2 separate regions of the Danio rerio genome follow, and region 1 is linked to region 2. The links are chromatin contacts, called in public HiChIP or PLAC-seq maps. All regions are on one chromosome and are shown on one strand. The core of a region is the stretch at or near the end of the contact, and the rest is flanking DNA. Distances in the headings are between cores, read along the strand shown. Region 1 holds the start of zgc:153911. Region 2 holds the start of mycla (MYCL proto-oncogene, bHLH transcription factor a).

The links. HiChIP or PLAC-seq counts read pairs in DNA pulled down with a chosen protein or histone mark.
Region 1: a contact with region 2 is called in an H3K4me3 HiChIP or PLAC-seq map of gastrula embryo, with 2.4 times the contacts expected there. The contact joins the promoter of zgc:153911 here to the promoter of mycla in region 2. A contact is called at or near these places in 2 of 18 Hi-C or Micro-C datasets (caudal fin and an unstated tissue) and 2 of 4 datasets of contacts at active chromatin or transcription factors (embryo and gastrula embryo).

Annotation. Positions count from the first base shown.
Region 1 is chr13:39,437,703-39,445,407 of GRCz12tu, forward strand. zgc:153911 reads right to left here and starts at 1,312. Exons shown (of 4, transcript NM_001077315.1): 1 at 1,139-1,312; 2 at 122-469; 3 at 1-19. The coding sequence starts at 1,193.
Region 2 is chr13:39,365,760-39,373,113 of GRCz12tu, forward strand. It overlaps mycla (MYCL proto-oncogene, bHLH transcription factor a), which reads right to left and starts at 4,241. Exons shown (of 3, transcript NM_212937.1): 1 at 4,159-4,241; 2 at 3,030-3,622; 3 at 559-1,646. The coding sequence starts at 3,591. The coding sequence ends at 1,090. It also overlaps a transcript of mfsd2aa not described here.

The DNA.
Region 1 (7,705 bases), core at 62-2,561, 69 kb after region 2:
CGAGGCTCAGAGTAGAGCGCTGGGAAACACAACACGCATGTTAAAACAAGCATTTTTCCCATTTTCTGAGCTCGATTCATGAGATTCATCATCAACATGTCTATATGTGTCATTTTGTTACCTGCAATATTTACAGCAAAGCTCTTCTTCTGGCTGCCGGAGTTTGTGCTGATGGAGCAGGTGTAAACACCGGCATCCCTCTGAGTCACTTTGTCCAGTTTGAGAGAGGCGTTTCCTCGCTGCATCTCCTGAATGAACAGACTGGTGCGGCTGACATAATGAGGATTCTGCCGGTCCAGCTGATCCCGACTGTAGTAGAAGCTGTGAACTACATCCAGCCCTCGCTGCCATGTGATAACAGTGCTGCTCAGATCCCACGAAGAATCCACAGGGAATGTGCAAGGGAGGATCAGCTCCTCACCGTAAAACCCAATGACAGGACTTCGGGGAACAGAGATCTCAAATTCAACTAAAGAGACACAAAGAGGAAAGAAGACATTTATTTTACAATCATAACTTGAATGATCAGTTTGTTGGCAGCAGATTTCTTCTTGCATTAAGCATTTACAGTAATATTTGAATCTCAAACTAAGATTTACTGATAATGAGAATCAAAAGCGGAATGCAATCAAATGAATGTTTCTTTAGCTCCACTGTCCACGTGCCCTCGTGTTTATAAACTAATGAGATCATAATGAAATGACATCATGAAAGCACCTAAATCCCAAGGTCACATCTAATCTGGGTCATGATGATGAGTCATTATAACATTCATTCTGACTAAGCATGTCTCGGCATGTTGGCAAATGCCAACACACTATACAATATATTATGGGTGCTGTCCTAACATATGCTATATTATACAAACAAACACGTGGGCAGAGAGACTATTTTAGGGGTTTAAAGATATAATCAAACCACTTTTATCGTCACATCACCAGCAGCACGTGTGCTATAATAAGTGAACAACTTATCTAGCTACAGGCTTCAGACAGTGCAAAATACAATGACACACTTTACAAACACAGTATTAATTTAAATACAGTCTATACATAAATAAATAATAAATATGAAAGGTACACATATGTAAACACAAACAGATCACTTTAAGATTACATTATAGTTTTGAGATACTTACTGAAACAGGAGGCTTCAAGAAGTAGGAAAAAAAAGCAGAACACCTTCAAGTTCATATCACAATCCACGACCGCAGGAAAGAAGTAAATCCTTTAACACTCCTGAATCACTATTACCAGAAACAAAACAAAAAACTCAGTGATTTTGTTTAGTTGTATGTGGGTGAAGCCGAGCTGATCAACAGCAGAGGTCCGATCCCGATCACTCTCGATGAACTCTGAGCTGTCACTCCATATTGTCACTGTATTAATGTCCGCCCCATAGTTACGAGATTTAGCCCCGCCTCTATTGTGTAACCAAAACATCCACGCGTGAAACCGGCAGGGGTGTGTCAGAGGAGAGGAGATCATGTAGAAACCAGCAAAACCAGCTTACAGCATCAAAACATCAAAACCAACATGTTTTTTTTCCAGGAGGGTAGTTCACTTCCAAAAAAAATCCCCCTTTACTTGCCCACGTTTCCTTTTTGAGTGTAAAACTAAAAGAAGATATTTAAACTGTAGATATTAAAGATATTAAACCTGTAACCATAGACTTCTATAGTATTTGTTTTTTCTTTATTGATGTCAATGGATACATGATTCCAATATTATTAAAAATAAATTCGTTTGTGTTCTACACAGAAAGAAAACTCATAATGATATGAAACAACTTTAAACAAAAACGTTTGTGTACAATGAAAAAAAGAATCTCAAAAAGTTTTGTGACAAATGAAGGTTGAGTAAATGACAGAAATGTCATCATCCCCAAATTTGAGCTCGGTTTAATAGCAGCTGTTTTCATTTATTTTTTCACTCTAGGAAGACAAACTTGGGAAACTTTATTTCTAAATAACACATTAAAAAACAAAACCCATTTTAACATTAATGATCTGGGATCTGATATACCACAATGATTTAAATATGTGCCCTGGTTGTCCGTGGTGTAAAGTAACTAATTACAAATACTCAAATTACTGTAATTAATTACTTTTTCTCAGGAATTGTAATTTACTGAGTAGTTTTAAAAATGTGTACTTTTACTCTCACTTGAGTACATTTTTATTGCAGTATCTGTACTTTTACTCTCACTACTTTCCTTCAACCTGCAGTCACTACTTTATTTTTCTTGTCTATGGGGATTAGAAAAATCAGTCCTGTAATTCCCGTCCAATCAAATCACACATTGAAGGTAAATCGCTTCATAATGAAATACCTGAAGACATGGGTGATTTATAATTGCAGCAAACTGTTTGGTAGCATTAAAAGTGTCCAAGAAGATGTCCAAATTCTTTACACGCAATGACCCAGAGACTGTTTAGATGCAGGTCACTGATGAGAAAATGACAGATGTTTACTGTATGGGGACCAAAATGGCCTTAAACACCCAATGAGCACAAGACATCAACATGATGTCCAATTGACGTTGTACCCCAATGTCTTAAGGCGATGCATTTTGTTTGGTATTTACTATGATCTTCTATGTAAAGCTGCTTTGACACAATTTACATTGTAAAAGCGCTATACAAATAAAGGTGAATTCAATTTAAATTCAAATCGGGTTGACGTCAGAACTTACTGTCAGACCAACGTCAATGTCCAACCGAAAACCAACCAAATATCAACGTCTAATGATGTCAAAGCTTGAAGTTGTGTGAACGTTACCACCATGACGTCTACCTGATGTTGAATTTTGGTTGCCACACCTGATGAATAATTATCAGTATTTGACGTCAGTGTGATGTTGGTTTAAGATGCTAGCTCAACATTGGATTTTGGTCACTTTCTAACACAACCTAAAATCGACTAAATATCAACGTCATTTAACGTCGTTATTAGACATCAAATTAATGTTGTCCTTAGACGCTGGCTAGACATTGAATTTTGGTCACTTGACATCACAACCTAAATCTAAGCTAATATTAACATCCTATGACGTTGTGTGCCTACTGGGCAATAACTACATGCACTACAGAATGTTACGTTTACACACATCCACAAATTACATGAACACATTAGCTTTTCACAGTGTAATACTCACTACTAGTACTTTTGAAAGGGCTACTTTTTACTCCTACTTTGAGTAATATTTACAACAGGTACTTTTAATCTACTCGCACTACATTTTTAGGCAAGTAATGGTACTTTTACTTGAGTATGATTTTTCAGTACTCTTTCCACCACTGCTGGTTGTTAACGACGCACACTATAAAAAGATCTGACCTCATACCGCCAAAGACATTACGATATCGCAAAGTCGCCACAGCAACCTGAACAGCAAGGAGAACAACCGACAACATTCTCGAATCTAGTAGATACTACTGGTATATGCGTGATGACGTCATGGAAAACAACGTCGTGCGGGTGTGGCAACGTGATACGTATCAACACCCAAACACACCAAACAACACACTCAAAGTTCCTAAGGACAATCCCTAATGCTTACTATAGATATATAGCCTACATGTATATATACTTGCTGAAATTTCGCTCAAAATGTTGAGTCTCTTAAGCAATCGTTTTTAAAGCTTAGGATAGTCTTTATTGATAGAGGCTTTGTGAAGATTTTCTCTTTTCTCTTTCCTAACTTTTGTTATTGTATTTTCTCTTCAATGCAGTGATGTTATTTTTATATTCAATTAAAAAATTTTCTGATTTAGAGGATGAATCCAAACACATGTTTTTAAATGCACATATATGCACAAATGTTTTGGTTTGGTGTTGATTATCTAATATAACAATTATTAAAAAACACCAAACAACACACAAAAAGTCATTCAGCGACAGAGCGGCTGTGAAAAATGAAGAGAAACACGGGACAGTGATGTTAGCTGGTTAATATGCAGCATTATAACTGATAAATACATGTGAGAAATATGATGATGCATTTTAATCGTTTCATTTATTTTCATCATTATATAAAGCTTTATTTAGGTTTTCACTGTAACTTATAATTAGCTATCGTTCAGAGATGTAACGGTTCAAAAAGTGTGAAAAACCGCAGGATATGTGTTCAACTTATCTACAGTTAGAGTAAACACATATATGCTACTTTTCATGGGCTTCATTCATTAAACTTAAGCTGATTTCAGTGCTCATGGTGGCGCTTTTACTTATCTATTAGCCCCATCTACTGGAAGAGAATGAATTAGCCTAGCATTTAATTCACTGTCAAATGTTTCTGCAGTCAGTCAAACAAATGTGTTTTAGTTCATATTTAAATGACTGAAATAAACAATTGCTCGAGATAGCTATAATATATTATGTAGCCACTGTGTGTGGATCAAGATTACAGTGCAGTGGCTGCCTTTAGTTTTATTGCCAATAAATTTACTGCCTGTGATAAAACAAATAAGCACCTATAGTTCATGTATTTTGTTTGTTTGTACTTTTACCCACCAGTGTTTAAAACAAACCAATGTCATTATTGGTCATGTGATATAAGGTTTGCTCTAGGCTTAGCGCGGGTTCTTTTAACTGTTAAACTTCATATATGCATCTTTTGTTCCACATAAGTATCAACAACACCAACATGTGCTCAAACATCATGGTATTTATTTGACTTATTTACTTTCAGAAGTTAAATTTCATTTTCAACTTGACTGAACATGTCAGAAAAGTGTATTTTAGGCACAAAACTTTTAATGGCTCACCTGATTGATAGTAAGAGTTTAGTAAATTAAAAAGCTCAGTTTAACCTTTAAAAACAATTTTAGACATTCACTGTTCCTTTTATTTATATGAATGTAAAGAAATAATATTTTTAATAAAACTATCAGACTAATAAAATACATTTCTATATAATTTATTGCTCTGAATCTTTTAATAATCTGTATTTAAATGCTTAGTTTTATGATGAAAGCTGTGCAATTTTAATTGTGGTGGGCAAAACAGTGCAGTGGGCCTACAAAGCAGATTGACTGAGCAAATAAATGCATCATATTTGATAAATATATTTTAGTATGACTTTTCTAATATTGTTGAAGAGATTTTAATAGTACAGTGTTTATTTTGTTCATTAGGTCCTTCATGTTTTAAATATGATGCAGTAGGCTTTATGTTTAAGAGGAAAACACTTTCTTTGACCCCTGATCCCTTTACAGTTGGTCGAAATTATTAGCCCCCCCTGAATTATTAGACCCCCCCCCCCCGTCAGTTATTTCTAATAACTGATTTATTTTATCTTTGCCATGATGACAGTAAATAATATTTGACTAAGCTGTATAGAAGTGTCTTAAAAATATCTAAAGTGACATTTAGAGGTTTAACTAGGTTAATTAGGTTGGGTTAGGGTAATTAAACAAGTTATTGTATAAAGATGGTTTGTTCTATCGAGAAAAAAAAATTGTTTAAAGGGTCTAATGATATTTTTCTTAAAATGGTGTTTACAATTTTAAGCTGCTTCTATTCTAGTCAAAATAAAACAAAACTTTCTCCAGAAGAAAAAATATTCTCAGACATACTGTGAATTTTTTCTTGCTGTTAAACATAATTTGGGAAATATTAAAAAAGAAAAAAATCAAAGGGGTTTGATAATTCTAACTTCAACTATATATAAATGACAGATTAAATTGCCTGAAGTTTAATGTCTGGAATAGACCTTTTAAATGATATTCTATAAATTCCATGACCCATATAGGAACCCTGTATATGTCATGTCCTGTATGGGTATATGGCCTCATAGTGATTAATAAGACCATTTTTTATTTTATTGAAATGTCCATAACATTTGAAGTTACTCAGATGTAAGTTAAAACAAGTGATTTACCACAAGTGGCCTGCTTGTTGCAGTTTAGATTTGTCAGAATGAATCACATGGCAAAAGCTTTAAATCACAGTTTTAATGTTTTTATCACAGATTTATCTAATGAACGGTGTAACATGCACTACCGGTTAAAGGTTTGGGGTCAGTAGGATTTTTAAATGTTTTAAAATAAGCTTCTCCTGCTCACTAAGGCCGCATTTATTTAATCAGAAATACAGTTCAAATTGTGAAATGTTATTGCACTATAAAATAACTGTTCAAAACTCAATTACAAATTCCTTAACAGAGTTTATCTTACACCCTTACGCTTGAAAAAGATCTACAAAACCTCCTCTGGTCTTTGTTTTAGCTGCAAAAAAATGCAAAGGAATTCATTCCTTCACTGTGTCTGGTATTGTGACTAAATTCTCTCTTATTGGAAGAAAATACATCATTCTCTACAAAGACTCTTAAAGATAACATGTAGTTTTTCTCTGGAATTGTATTTGCTATATGGTGGAGTACAGAATGTGTTGGACTCCCACACCAAGCATTTGTTTTTAACCTTGGTTTATCTGGCAAAGAAATGTATACTTCTATTGTGGTCACTTGAGAAACTCACCTATGACATACAGTCGAAGTCAGAATTATAAGCCCCCACTGGATTTTTTAAAAAGTATTTCCCAAATGATTTTTACCATAGCAAGGACATTTTCACAGCATGTCTGATAATATTTTTTCCTCTGGAGAAAGTCTTCTTTGTTTTATTTCAGCTAGAATAAAAGCAGATTTACATATTTATGAACCATTTTAAGGTCAAAATTATTATCATTAAAAAAATAATAAACCAGTTATTAGAACTAATATGTTTAGAAATCTTTTCTCTGTTAAAAAAAATAAACAGGGGGCTTATAATTCAGGGGGCGAATAATTCTGACTTCAACTGTACATCAAATGTCAGATGACTTTTGGTAGCAATGGACACCTTTTTGGCATTACATTAATAATTTCTCCTGATTTTCTATTCTATGGTGTATATTTTGGCTCAGCCTGACATTATTATCCTGCTTACGTGTTTGTATGTTTCCCTTTTTCCCCTACTGTATAGCTGAGACTACTTTTGTATGTGCTGAGATGTTAAAATAACCGATGATTAATAAAAAAAAAGTTCAATAGTAGTTTATAACTGAATAATTTATTCCAGTGATTTAAAGATGAATTTTCAGGTTCATTACTCCAGTCTTCAAAATCACATGATCCTTCAGAAATCACTCTAATAATAACAACAACAACAACAACAACTATTATTATTATTATTATTATTATTATTATTATTATTATTATTATTATTATTATTATTATTATTATTATTATAGGGGCGAGGCAGTGGCGCAGTAGGTAGTGCTGTTGCCTCACAGCAAGAAGGTCGCTGGTTCGAACCACGGCTCAGTTGGTGTTTCTGTGTGGATGTTCTCCCTGCCTTTGTGTGTGTTTCCTCCGGGTGCTCCGGTTTCCCCCACAATCCAAAGACATGCGGTACAGGTGAATTGGGTAGGCTAAATTGGCTGTAGTGTGTGAATGTGTGTGTGGATGTTTCTCAGAGATGGGTTGCAGTTGGAAGGGCATCCGCTGCATAAAACTTGCTGGATAAGTTGGCGGTTCATTCCGCTGTGGTGACCCCGGAATTAATAAAGGGACTAAGCTGAAAAGAAAATGAATGAATGAATGAATTATTATTATTATTATTAGCATTAATATTATTATTATTATTATGAATGATAATATTCATTCATTCATTTTCTTGTTTTCTTTTGTCGGCTTAGTCCCTTTATTAATTTTGGGGTCA
Region 2 (7,354 bases), core at 2,991-5,490:
GTGATATCCGATTTAAAGTGGGTCTCAGATTGTACAAGAAGCACTGCATTAAATTACATTTCCCCCGCCATATCTTTATAATATGAGCATTTATTTTTACCCCAGTATATTCAATGGAGCTTCTGCGTTAGCCTGCCGATTCTGACGGGCACGTGTGAGTAAACAGCTTTTTGTCTCGTTTTACGCTTGAGCAACTAAATAAATGCTAAAGTTTATTTAACTGAAAGTATTTTAATGACATTACAACATCGATGCTGTATAAGGAACTGTATAAAATGGAAAAAAGTTCACAATAACAGGTCACCGGAAGTGTATCAGCATAGGAACAGCACTAGCTCGGCATATACCCTATTGAGTAGCTTTAGTTGGACAGAGGAAAATTAAAACCGGTTTACAATTATGTAGCACATACAACACAATATTTTAGTGAATTTAAGACGTTAAGGCCTAAAATTGTTTACATTTAAGGCATTAAGACCTCACAGATACCCAGTCTAATACTTGAGAAATTATATCCTTCTCAATATAGATGGATACAAATAAACGTGAAAGCCCACCTCCAGTCATTTTAGATGCTTTATTCTTTACCAAAATAGAATCTCTGTGCAGTCGAGTAGATACAGGAGGATGAAGTCCTCTGAATACAGTATTTACATCACATTTTGTACAGATCAAATTATGAACAAGACACTTCAGACTTTTTACATGTGTTCAAACACCATGCTCCCCTCACGCACCCCTACACACCCAACATGCATACAAACACCACCCACCCTTCTTTCTATGGAGGTAAATTTGTCAATATTACAGCTTCCTCTGTATCGCCGCTGTCCACTGAGGTTTATAAAGGCATTGCATGTGCACATTTGTCATCATCTCATACAAAAATTCATGTTTTCAAGTCTACAGAATAACACGCGCGCGCACACAAACACACAGATCCTCACAAGAAGGCCAGAAATGAATGCGATTTTTTAAAGATCTCCCTGCAGTGTTTCAAGTGTCATTTCTGCGAATGACAAACAAGTTTCCTTGTCCATGTAATGAGCTTTGGAAATATAAGATTAGCCAAGTTAAACTGGATGTTTTTCAAGAGTTCTGCAGCGCACTGATCCTGCGGAGAAGCTGCTGCTGTTTGGCTTTGAGTTTTCTCTTCTCCTGAGCTTGGCGCCGCTGAGATGAGTGCAACTGAAGTAAGTAATCAGTTGCCTGCGTCAAAATCGCCACCTTCGAGGTCTTTGATGATCCGGACAGACCAGGAATCTCCTCACGGAGCGCCTGAAACCTGGAGCGAAGGTCATCTCTCCGCTTTCTCTCCAAGAAGTTGCGCCGCTGCTCAGTGGAGTCCTCAGAGTCTGAAGTGGCGGGTGAGGAAAGTGGAGACGAGGGAGCAGATGAAGACTCCAGACGCGGTCGTTTGCTTACAGGCTCAATCTCGAAGTCATCCTCAGGGTCCGTGTCAGGGGAAGGAGCGGCATAGTTGTGTTGTTGCCGATGTAGAGAAACGTGGAAGCGTTTGGGACATGGTCCAAATGGATCAGCACTGACTGTAATGGTAACCGGCGTCCGGCGACTCGGAGGACGGCCACGTTTGGGCCGGTTGTCCACAGTCACAACATCAATCTCATCATCATCCTCATCGTCATCTGAGGAGACAAAGTGATTGGCAGCTTCAGCAAAATTACAGGATATTTTAAATGAGACATCTTTCAGCACAATATGAAATCCAAATAAAAATGTATACTAACAAAAAATACAAAACTGGGTACAAACTAGGCATGAGATGATAACCGGGTTCAAGGTTTAACGCGGTTTGGAAAAGTCAAGGTTTTAAAACCAGCATAATTTTCAGATATACCGTTTCTATGGTACATGTTAAGTTTTTTTCTTTTTTACATGTTTATTTTGTGACTTTAGTTCTTTAGGGCAACAGTATGTCCAGCAAAAAAGTACCCTTCACGTCAAAAGCGCCCATTTCAAAATATTTAAAATGCTTCTTAAATTAAAATATATTGTGCTCAACGGAAGAAAAGATGTTGTTTATTACTCAGACATTTAAAAAGAACTTGGTTTAGGGCACTAGTCACAATACAGTGATACGTTTATCCAAGGTTATCAATACCGTCAAAATATTATACTGGCCCATGCCTAGTACAAACATCTTTCATAATACTGCAGGTTATACAAATGCAATTTATGCTTCCACTTTATAACAAACAGCTTTGTGTAAAGGTCATTTACTCACTAGTAAACTACAAATAAAACTGTTGAATATTTCGTAGATTTTGGGATGGAAGTTGATTTCCAGCTCTTGTGACATGAGTCAATTAGTTACACTGTTGTATTGGCATATTTAAAAGGCACAATTTCATTAATATTGTCCCTTTAATGCTTTGGTAGTGTAATTTTTGCTAACCATTACCACCATTCATTTTAGCAATTAGAAGAAAGCATAAATATTAAAACAACAAAAAAGTTTAGAATACGCACTGCAAATTTAATGAGGACAAATAAAATTACAAAAAATAAAAATAACAAATTACACCTATAAACATTATATACTTATTCAAACCTAAAAGTGCAAAGAACTACTCAAACTACAATGAAAACCTGAAAAGATAAACAAAATAAGCTAGGATAAGAATGATAATACAATGCCAGGGCGGTTTCTCTGAACGCTGCAGCAAATGGTAAATAATTGGATTTAGCAAAGTTCAGAGAGTAGTGCAAGCAGTGGAGTTCCCCCAACGTGCAAGTGGGAAATGAAAAACTGGGAGTGGCACTGGAGCGGATTACACAACTTTTGAGCAGAGGAAGGGAATCCGCTCCACATCAGGACCTTTCAGTCTGGGTTTAAGCTTGGGCTCACCATTTCTTTAGAAATATTATTAAAAATAAATTGTCTGGAAGATTTAGTCTGAACTGCAAGTAATCATATATTAATCATCCATATTTGTAGCACACTCTCAACAGACTCTGCGTGGTATTAAAGTAATTATCGCCTCATGTCATCAATATTAGTCTCTTACCGGATGAATCTGAGCGACACTCTGAACCGGAGGAGCCAGCAGCCACTTTCTTATGCGGGACGGGGAGCTCCAGGACTGCGGCGGGGCTTACGCACTGTGCCGCCTGGCTCCCTGTCACGGGCGTGCCCGATGCGGCACGGGCAGCTTTCTGTGCGGTCGAGTTCTGGATCAGAGCGGCCACCGGTGCTCGCTCTCCATGCGCAACCTTCTCCAGCCGGTGACTCGTGGAAAGTCCACTCCACATGCAGTCTTTGATAACAATTGAACCCAGATTCCCAAAAATGTCCAGTGGGTCGAACTTGTGAAGCCCCTCATACTCCTCATCACACGTTAACACCTTCGGCGGCGCCCACCCAAGCCGGTCCCCGGGTATCGGGAATAACCAGTCCCCATCCAGCGTCCTTGAGGGCGACATGGGCGGGGTGGGAAGCAGCTCGAATTTCTTCCATATATCCTCACTCGGCGCCGTAGACTTAAAGAAGTCCTCCTCGGTGTCCATCTCGTCGTAAAAGTAGTGCTCCATGTCCCAGCCGTACAGTGTTTGGGTGTTGACTCCAGGCATCGCTTCAGACCATGTACTACTACACGAATATCTGCGAAGACAACGGGTCATTAGATCAAATGATGCCCGACCACGTGGAGCTCAAAAGCGTCGCAATGCACTTTACAAGTAAAACGCACACTCACTAACTGCATGCTGTCACTCAGTGCATTGCTTAATGTACATTAAATGCTGTAAAGTGCTATTCTTACACGCAAATACCAATGCATTGCTTTAAAATGATATACATGCATGCACACGCGTATGCTCACTAACCTGCATTAAATGCACATATCTGTAGTGCACATGCATAACGGTTGAGATTGGTCTATCTAGGCAAAATAGTTTATCAACACTAACAGCAGTTAACCCCTGCTGACTGAACGACAGAGAAACGGTCGCATGTGATGTGAATGCGTTACTCCAACACTCCCATTAAGGTTAAACGCACTAAGAGGGTGAAAGTAACACCAGGTCCCATAAAAAGATACAGGAAATGTTCAACAGCCCACGAGTCAACACTAGAGCGAACAACAAAATTAACTTGAGATCAAGTCTGTGATAGTCCGACGTAAAATATGCACTTACCATGGGGTCGCAGACCTGCAAAGTCCAGGGAGAGTCTACGGGACGCGCAGAACAGAACAAAGAAGCGCAGCGTCCGGTAGAACTCCGGTACACGCGCTCTCGCGAAACAATAGCGCGCGCTACTCCAGCAGTCTGTTTCACAGCCGTTTAACCTGAACAACAAGAAAAGTTTTCCTTTTCTTCCTCGCGGATATAAAGCGGGTGTCCTGTTACAACGGCAGCAACGATCGATCCGCGTGGTGCAGTGGAGCCGCACCCTCCCCCAGCCCGCTGCCGGTAAAAGTGCTTTCGCGCCAGATCTGCGTCTTTGTGTGCGAGAGCACCGCGTGGCCACGCCCACCGGAGGCGCGGGGCGGGGAGAGCGTGTGAACCGCCGCTTTATTGTGAATGTGAAGGCAATTCACAGCGCTAAAACGAGTATTTGAATGAAAATAGAAGCGTCTACGTCACTACTCCAATCTCATCACGATTGAACTGATGCGTCCCTTTAATTGCCTTCTGATGCATGACGCACTAATCAATATGTTGCGTCTGAACGCGCTAATCCTCGAAAGATGCAAACTCTGAAGTCTTTCTGCCCTTCTGTTTTTTGAAGCATCTGTTGATGAAAAACGCAACAGATTTTTTTTTCAAAATGTATTTGTAGTGTGTGGGTTACTAAAATAACAGTATCACATGGTTGCAGAAGGGACTAAAAAAGAAAATAAGAAAAGCCTAAGAAGTAGTACCAAAAAGAACATAAAACTTAGTAATATGATATAAAGATAAACTCAAACCATAAACACTGTTAAACTAACAAAATTAATAAGGAAAAAACAATGGGTAAATATTTGAGAAAAAATAAGCCAGCGTATTTTTTGTCCATATTTTAACCAAACTTTGAAATAACCTAACATTTTTAGAGTATGTATTAAATTAAAATTTAACGATAATAAAATATACAGTGGTGGAAAGAGAAAAATATCATACTCAAGTAAAAAAATCATACTCAAGTAAAAGTACCATTACTTGCCTAAAATGTAGTGCAAGTTGAGTAAAAGTATCTGTTGTAAATATTACTCAAAGTATGAGTAAAAAGTAGCCCTTTCAAAAGTACTCAAGAGTAGCGAGTATTACACTGAAAAGCTGATGAGCTTACATGCAGTTTGTGCTGTTATGTGTAAACGTAACATTCTGTAGTGCATATTTGTTTGTTCCTTCCAACCTTCCTTCCATTGTTTGTTTATTCTATCCTTCCTTCCTTCATTTATTTGTTTGTTTATTCCTTGCTTCAGTCATTTGTTCTTTCCTTCATTCCTTCCTTCATTTTTTCGCTCATTCGTTTGTTCATATTTTTGTTCTTTTCTTCATTAGGGCCTTTGTTTGTTCATTAATTCGTTCATTCCTTCCTTCCTTAGTTTGTTTAGTCCTTCCTTGAACCCTTCCTTCATTCTTTTGGTTCTTCCTTCATTCCTCCCTTGATTCGTTCGCTCATTCATTTGTTCATTCATTCATTCATTCATTTCTTTGTTCCCTCATTCATTAGGTCCTTAGTTCATTTATTAATTTGTTCCTTCTTTCCTTTGTTCAGTCTTTACTTGAACCTGTCCTTCATTCATTTGGTCCTTCCTTCTTTAGTGTCTCCCTTCATTCGTTTGTCATTCATTTGTTTGTTCATTCATATTTTGTTCCCTCCTTCAATAGGTTCTTAATTCATTCATTTGTCCTTCCTTCCTTCCTTCCTTCCTTCCTTCCTTCCTTCCTTCCTTCCTTCCTTCCTTCCTTCCTTCCTTCCTTTGTTTAGTCCTTCCTTGAATCCTTTCTTCATTCATTTGGTCCTTCCTTCCTTCCTTCCTTTGTTTAGTCCTTCCTTGAATCCTTTCTTCATTCATTTGGTCCTTCCTTCATTCCTCCTTAAATTCGTTTGCTCATTCAGTCATTGGGTCCTTTGTTCATTCATTCATTTGTTCTTTCCTTCCTTCATTCATTCTTTGCTCATTCATTTGTTCATATTTTTGTTCTTTCCATTATTATGTCTTTTGTTCATTCATTCGTTCCTTCCATCCTTAGTTTGTTCAGCCCTTCCTTGAACCCTTCCTTCATTCATTTAGTTCTTCCTTCTTTCCACCCTTCCTTTGTTCACTTATTTATTTGTTCATTCATTCATACTTTTGTTCCCTCCTTCATTAGGTCCTTAGTTCATTCATTCATTCGTTTGTTCCTTTCTTCCTTTGTTTAGTCCTTCCTTGAATCCTTTTTCATTCATTTGGTCCTTCCTTCATTCCTCGTTTCATTTGTTTGCTTATTCGTTCGTTCGTTCGTTCGTTCGTTCATATTCTTGTACCTTCATTCATTAGGTACTTTGTTCTTTCATTCATTTGTTCCTTCCTTGGTTTGTTCAGTCCTTCCTTGAATTCTACAACTATTCATTTGGTTCTTTCATCATTAGTTTGGTCTTTCCTTCCTTGGTGCGGTCCTTCCTTTATTCCTTGTTCGGTTCTTCAATCCATTTAGTGATTGTTTAAGGCTGTTTGGTGATTTCAGTCATCATACAGTCGACATCCTTCATTTTCTCATCAGTCACATGAAGTCTATAAAAAGTCTCTGGGTCATTAAAGATTTTAGACATCTTCTTAGACATTTTTTTAATGCCACCAAAAGGTTTGCTGCATTCTAGTGCCCATGTCTTGAGGTTGTTCAATGTGATGAGATTGACTTTTTATGTGCATTTTGATTGGACAGGAATCACAGGACTGATTTTTCCACTTTAGCCAATCATAAACAAGAAAGAAAAAAGTAATGACTGCAGTCTGAAGGATAATAGTTGAGTGAAAGTACCGATACAGCACTAAAAATGTACTCAAGGGAAAGTAAAAATACAAAATACACATTTTTGAAACCACTTAGTAAATTAAAATTATTGAGAAAAACTACTCAGAGTAATTGGAGTATTTGTAATGTGTTACTTTACACCACTGATTATATACAGTGTGATATGAATATTGGGTTTTAATTTATAGATTTTAGATATTTGTGTGTAAATTTAATTATATATATAATTATAACCACTACATTCATACAAACAGTTTTATTTAATTATCAGTCAATAATATAACTTTTCTTTATATGCAATATATATATATATACCTATTTTCTAGTTTACTCATTTTTATTTTAAAGAAATAAAGTAAATAGCACTTAACTCAATATTACAAAT